Regions from separate parts of the Triticum aestivum genome. Here region 1 is linked to region 2. Evidence: chromatin contacts called from public Hi-C data. All regions are on one chromosome and are shown on one strand. The core of a region is the stretch at or near the end of the contact, and the rest is flanking DNA. Distances in the headings are between cores, read along the strand shown.

Evidence for each region. Hi-C and Micro-C count contacts between places; a contact is called where the count stands out from the background.
Region 1: a contact with region 2 is called in a Hi-C map of leaf, with 6 times the contacts expected there. The contact joins the promoter of LOC123143194 here to the promoter of LOC123143192 in region 2. A contact is called at or near these places in 3 of 5 Hi-C or Micro-C datasets (all in leaf).

Annotation. Positions count from the first base shown.
Region 1 is chr6D:25,382,228-25,386,019 of IWGSC CS RefSeq v2.1, forward strand. LOC123143194 (transcription factor IIIA) reads right to left here and starts at 2,442. Exons shown (of 7, transcript XM_044562036.1): 1 at 2,329-2,442. It overlaps LOC123143193 (pentatricopeptide repeat-containing protein At2g22410, mitochondrial-like), which reads right to left and starts at 2,435. Exons shown (of 2, transcript XM_044562035.1): 1 at 2,329-2,435; 2 at 399-2,093. The coding sequence starts at 2,064. The coding sequence ends at 463.
Region 2 is chr6D:25,210,321-25,213,661 of IWGSC CS RefSeq v2.1, forward strand. LOC123143192 (luminal-binding protein 2) reads right to left here and starts at 1,739. Exons shown (of 8, transcript XM_044562034.1): 1 at 1,554-1,739; 2 at 611-878; 3 at 311-525; 4 at 1-225. The coding sequence starts at 1,602.

The sequences.
Region 1 (3,792 bases), core at 1,192-3,691, 170 kb after region 2:
AAAGAGAAAGTTAGAAGTGGTGTTTATTACAAAATAGCAAGCAACTTGATGAAACATTCATAGGTACCGAATACAAACAGAACAAAACAAGATAACTGAAAATGATTGCAAACATGCACATAACTCAACTACCTATCTACTCTTCTTTTATCAAATATCAACAACCACTGCAAGTATCTCATGCTTTTAAAGTGGATAACTTAATATGAATGTTAATGACTCCACAACATGTGAAACCCCAATCAACAGAAAAATACAGTGTATTGCCTTCAAGTTTTAAGCATAATACAGAAAAAAGGCATCCATAATAACAAGTCAACGCATAACAATATATGAACAGTGCATTAATCACAGTATTTGGCTACAAAATCCAAAAATTCTGGGACAAGACACAAGACTATCGCAGGAACTCAGAAAATCTCTTATATAAGTTATCAATGAAGAAATGGCCAGTATACAGATTTAGAATAAGAGTTCCTCATCCACAGAGATTAACAAGTTTTCTTCCAGAGGGGATGATCCAAGATCCATCTTTAACTGCCTATCAATTCCTTCCAAGGTGTCGTAAATTTCCCTTCGAGCATCATGTGCCTTGTCCTGTACCAAGAATTCGTGGACACCACCATCGACTTCAATCCAACTACACCCTGGTTTTTTGAAGATCTTCCTTGTCAACATTTGTTTTCTTATATCCAGAGCCTCTTTCCACCTATCTGATGAGGCATATATGTTCCAAAGAAGCACATAAACCCCATCATCCCCTGGTTCCCTCTTTATAATCTCCTGCCCGGCAATCTCAGCCAATCTATCATTGCCATGAACAAGGCATGCACTAAGAAGTGACCTCCATATAACAGTATCAGGTTCCACATCCATATCATATATCAGGGCTTCTGCTTCCTCTAGTAGCCCACCCCGTCCTAACAAATCAACAATGCATCCATAGTGCTCAAGCTGCGGTTTAATGTTGTAGATCCTACGCATTTTATCAAATAACTCTCTGCCTTGCTGTATTAACCCAGCATGGCTGCAGGCTGACAAAACAGACACAAAGGTGACACTATTTGGAACAATCCCAGACCTTAGCATGTCCTCAAAGAGCTCAAGAGCTTTTATCCCATCACCCTGGACAGTGAAGCTCGAGATCATGGTCGTCCATGTGAACGCATCCTTCAACGGCACTTCTTCAAACACAGTAAATGCCATCTCTATACTTCCACTCTTTGCATACATGTCCATCAGAGCATTGCTAACAATTATATTTGTGCTGATATTGAATTTACTTCCGTACCCATGAATGACGCGCCCAAGATCTAGAGAGCCAATGTCAGCGCAAGCAGATAGCACGCCTACAATTGTAACATGGGTAGGACGGTGACCCTCCAGCACCATCCTGCCGAAAATTTCTAGAGCTCGGATAGGCTGCTTGGCCTGAACATGGCCGGTCACCAGCGCTGTCCAGGACACCGTGCTCTTCACCGGCATCTGGTCAAAGAAGGACAACGCTGCATCCACACCGACACACTTCATATACCCATGCAGCATGCTGCCCCAGGTGACCTCGTCTTTCACCGCCATTTCGTCGAACACCCCTAGCACGCCCTCGAACCTCCCACACCGGCAATACATATCAACCAGAGCATTGCCGACGACCAGCTCAGAGCCCAACCCGCAACGGAAAATGAGACCATGCACCCCCAAACCAGCGCGCAGATCCCCAGCCCCGCCGGACGCCGAGAGCGCACCAACAACCACAAAGCCATCGGGGCGGTGGCCCGAGGCGACGGCGCACGAGAAGGCGGACATGGCCTCGTGGTGCTGGCTCAGCTGGAGGTGGAGCGACATGAGGCTGGTGTAGGAGACGAGGTCCGGGCAGGGGATCTCGCCGAACAGCCTGCGCGCCTCGGCGGGGCGGCCGAAGTCGGCGTAACGCCGGAAGAGCGTGCACGAGATGGACTGGTTACTGGGGTGGAGGCCATGGGTGACGGCCCGGGCGTGGATTCTCTCTAGCTCCCGCAGGGATCTGCAGTGGGCGAGCAGGTGGTGGCACACGCTCCTGTTCATCCACCTCCCCTCGGACCGAAGGAAGCCACCTGGAATTGGAGCCGACGTTACTGGGAAAACTAGCAAGCGATCCACTCTACTGGGGATCATCAGCGACGAATCGCCGCAGCTCGTCGCGGGTCTGGACAGATGCAAGGAGAAATCTAGGCGCGCTCCGGGCATTTTTCAGCTCGTGGAATGAAATGCAGCAGTGCTGACGATTGTTCGGACTAACCGCGGGGGATTCATGGCGGGGAGAGAGGGAGGGCGGGGACAGGTGCTCACCGTGGACTCGGAGGGTGGAGTCGTCGGCCGTGGGGGGCGGAGCTGGGGATGACGCTGGCTCGTGGGCAGTGGGAAGGCGGCGGCGGCTGAGGGAGGGAGTGGTTTCCTTGGCTGTTGCGGAGGCTGGCTGGTGCGTCTTTAAAACCCTAGCTCGCCGGTGTCTTCCTGGGCCTAGTGGGCTTGCAGCGGATGGGCTGACGTCTGGAAAGGCTCCCACGCGGCGGGAAGCTGCATATATTCCCGCCATGACACACCAGCTAAGAGTTATCTCTTTTTTCTAAAAAAAACTCGTGCTTTATTCATTAAGAAATTACCGTCACACCGTTTATGAGGATGGTACAGCTTCAACATTTGGCTCCTCAAACCAAACAGAAATGAACGAAAATCTGGCCAATCTGGCGAGTTCATGGGCAACTTTATTTGATTCTCTGTTACAATGCTCGGATTTAGAAATAGTAAAATCACAGGCTAAATAAAAGCAATCATTAGAAACTGCCGCCGCTGCCCCTGATGATCATCCTCCTTCTGTCATGGTATCAATCACCTCCATGTTCTCCAAGTTAATAATAATGCAATTGCATCCTGTCCTTTGTGCTAGGGACGAACCAAATTTTAGGGCCAGAGCTTCAGCCATCAGAACATCTCCGTACCAGTCAATCTTACCATTACCCCCAGCAATAAATCTACCTTTGTCGTCTCTTAAGGCTGCTCCCATCGTACCCCTGAGTAAGTCATGGTCAAAAGAAGCATCAACGTTAAGTTTAACAAACCCTACCGGAGGGCAAGACCATCCCCCTTTTTTCATGGAGGCCTTTTGTGAGGAAGCGGTAACAAAAGTGGCCATAAGAGCTCGGATTCCCATTGAAATCTGGTGTGCAATTTGAGTTGTCTCCTTGTGAATCAATTTACGCCTTTCCCACCACATGTACCAGGCTGATATGGCAATCATTCCATGTACATTTTGGATGCCTATCATACACAATTCATGATCTGGCATTGAAAGTAAATATTTCAAAACCGCTTCACTCGCACGATCTACTGGAAAGCTCTATCGATAATATCATCCATCTCCAGCCTTCTCCACATTTCCTTTGTTGTGTTGCATAAAAATAGCAGATGCTTTGTATCTTCTAGTCCATCCGAGCAGACAGGGCGATTGGCCGAGACTTTCACATGTCTATTGTCTACGCAACATGGAAGGGTGTCATGTAGCGTGCGCCAATTTTTTTTAACCTTTGTCGGGCAAGAGAGTTTCCATAACCTATGCCAAATAGGATTAACTTTGGTACGTCCCATTCCATTTGTGTGTCGCAACTTATTTTCATATTGATGATCTCATTCCACAAAATAAGCAAACCAAACCGAAAACATACCATTTTGTGTGAAATTCCAAGCGACGAAATCTGGCATATCATGTTGCAAGATAGGTATTGTGAGTACTCGTTGTACATCTATAGGCCACAT
Region 2 (3,341 bases), core at 489-2,988:
CGTTGGTGGCCAGCACCTCAAAGACACCATTGTCAATGGTCAAGATACTGACATCAAAAGTACCACCACCCAGGTCAAACACCAGGATGTTCTTCTCGCCACCCCTCTTGTCCAAACCATAGGCGATAGCAGCAGCAGTGGGCTCATTGATGATCCTAGCCACATTGAGGCCAGCAATCACACCAGCATCCTTGGTCGCCTGTCTCTGTGCATCATTGAAGTACGCTGAAAAGGAACAAATAAAAGTGAGCAAATGACATTCATAGAGTCCACAATTGGGAGTCAGCAACTGAATGTCACCATTACTAACCAGGAACAGTGACGACGGCGTCATTGATCTTCTTGCCAAGGTATGCCTCAGCGGTCTCCTTCATCTTTCCAAGAATCATAGCACTGATCTCCTCAGGGCTGAAGACCTTGGTCTCTCCATCCTTGATCTTGACCTGGATGTAAGGCTTCCCCTCCTTGTTCACAATCTTGTAGGGGACAAGTTTCATGTCCCTCTGCACCTCCTTGTCCTCAAACCTGGAAGAAAATGTTCAGAGGTCAGGCACGACAAATCAATACTGCACAAAGACGCTAAAGCAGAAGAACAGGAGAGTGCTATTACTTTCTTCCAATGAGACGCTTGACGTCAAAGACGGTCCTCTCAGGGTTGACAGCCGCCTGGTTCTTGGCAGCCTCACCGATGAGCCTCTCCCCATCGGTGAACCCAACCCATGAGGGCGTGATACGGTTACCCTGGTCATTGGCGATAATCTCGACATGACCGTTCTTGTACACACCAACACATGAGTAGGTGGTACCGAGATCGATACCGATCACGGTACCGAGCTTCTTGGCCTCCTCCTTTGCAGCACAAAGCGCAAACAGCGATCCTGAATACACAGCAGCAGTAGGTAAGCAACATTCTCAATTATTTAACCCAATCTCAATGGCACTGCACACAGACAGTTGCACAATTCAAAATATTAATACTAGTTGAGCTGATTTCAGTGAGATTCAATTCGACCACCATTGTCAATTATTATTATCTCAACGAAACATTTACCCCTAAGGCGCTACTTTTATTGTCACTACTACTACTACTATAATGAAATCATGCAAAGCCCTTTGCAGCTCTTGATCAAACTCCGTCCTAACATAATCATCAAGCGAGAAGCGGAATTGCCAACCTGTAGCAGTATCCTAGCAATTTTAAGGACAGATCGCGGCACCAATTAATGCAGCAGAACAATTGGACCATTCAAATCCGCTGGGTGCAGCACTAAAACTAAAGCCCTCCATTCGACGAACAACTAAACCACAGATCAAAGCGTCCCTACAGCAGGCATCGAAATCTAGATCACACGCCCGACGGCTCGCAAGCAACAATCCCGCGCGAGGTTCTCTAAATAACCACCAGCTCGATCCGTCCGTCGGCCCAGCAGCGGCGGGATCATCATCACCCGCGTCCGCCCCGGATCGAGCTCCGCGAACACGCAGATCTGGCGGAACAAAACGAAACAAGAGCAACGGGAAGAGATCGGGATCGAGATCGAGATGCCGCGTACCTGCGAGCAGGACGCCGAGCAGCAGCGCGGAGCCGCGGACCCGATCCATCGCCACGCCGACGCGCAACGCGATCCCTCTCCTCGCCTGAACTCTGGAGCTTCTTCCTCCTCCTCTCGGCCTTATCGATCTCCTTTGCGGAAGTGGGTTTGAGTTTTAAGGAGACTGCGCCGTGTGTGTGAGATTTATATACGGCGTGGCCAGATCCGCAGGCTGCCCCCGTCGCGCTGGGCGGAACGTCACGGGTCCAAGCTGGGCGAATCGGGGGACGGCACGTGGCGGCCCGGGCCAATCGGGGCGGGCTCTGTGCTGGGGTCGCCGCGGCCGTCCGTGCCGCCCATCCGACGGCCCCGACGCGCCCCCTCGACGCGGAGCGGCCCCATTGGCCAGCGTCGCGTGGATGGAACGGATGGATGGAGGATGCTTCTCGTTCGTTCTGTGCCGGTCGGTCCACGTCTGGCGGGTGGGCCCGCCCGGGGTTGCTTTTCTCAGGCAAGGGCGCAACGACTTGTCTGGTGTTTTCCAGAAGCGGAATGCAGGTTTCGAATTGGTACGTTGGGAGTTTCAACAAGAATCTTGCCGATTTGAGCCGTGGCACTTTGGATTATATTGAATTGAACTGAATGAAATTTAAGAATGCAGCGCGACGATCGCGTGAATGCACTTGTCGCGACGCCCAGCTCGAACGCGACAGAACAGGGGAATCGATGGGGCCACTCGGCAGTTTTGCCGATGCGCAAGGTCAGTGCTCCAGTTGTCGTCAAGCTAAGAAGTTAGCGAGCGTTACTAATTCGAAGCGTGGCAGTTTTGATTCTTAAATTCGATATGTTCTTTAAAGACTCCAAGAAGCGTGATGATCACGCGAATGGACTTGTCGCGACGCACAGCTCGAGCGTGAGAGAACAGGGGGCTCGATGGGCCCACTCGGTAGTTTCGTCGATGCGCAAGGTCAATGGTCTAGCTGTCGTCACGCCAAGAATTTAGCGAGCGTTACCAATTTGAGGCGCGGCGGTTTTGATTCTTAGATTGGATATGTTTTTTAAAGACACCGATAAGCGTGATGATCACGTGAATGGACTTGTCGCGACGCCCAGCTCGAGCGCGACAAATTAGGGGGCTCGATGGGCCCACTCGACAGTTTCGCTAACGCGCAAGGTCAGTGGTCCAATTGTCGTCACACCAAAAAGCTAGCGAGCGTTACCAATTTGAGGCGTGGCGGTTTTGATTATTCAACTGGATATGGTTTTTAAAGACACCAACAAGCTCGACGATCGCGTAAATGGACTTGTCGCGATGCCCAGCTTGAGCCCAAGAGAACAGGGGGTCGTTGGACCCACTCAGCAGTTTCACCAAGCGCAAGGGTACCGGTGTAGTTGTCGTCATGCCAAGGAGTTAGCGCACGTTAACTTTCTTAAATTTAAAATTATCCACTTTACGACACGTGAGAGGAATATACGATGCCACGTGAACACGGGTCAGTGGTCCAGCTATCATCACGCCAAGAATTTAGCGAGCGTTACTAATTTGATGCGTGGCGGTTTTGATTCTTAAATTGGATATGTTTATTAAAGACACCAAGAAGCGTGACGATCGCGTGAATGGACTTGTCGCGACGCCCAGCTCGAGCATGACAGAATAGGGTGCTTGATGGGCCCACTAGGACAGTTTTGCGGATGCGCAAGGTCAGTGGTCCAGCTGTCATCACGCCAAGAATTTAGCGAGCGTTACTAATTTGATGCGTGGTGGTTTTGATACTTAAATTGGATATGTTTATTAAAGACACCAAGAAG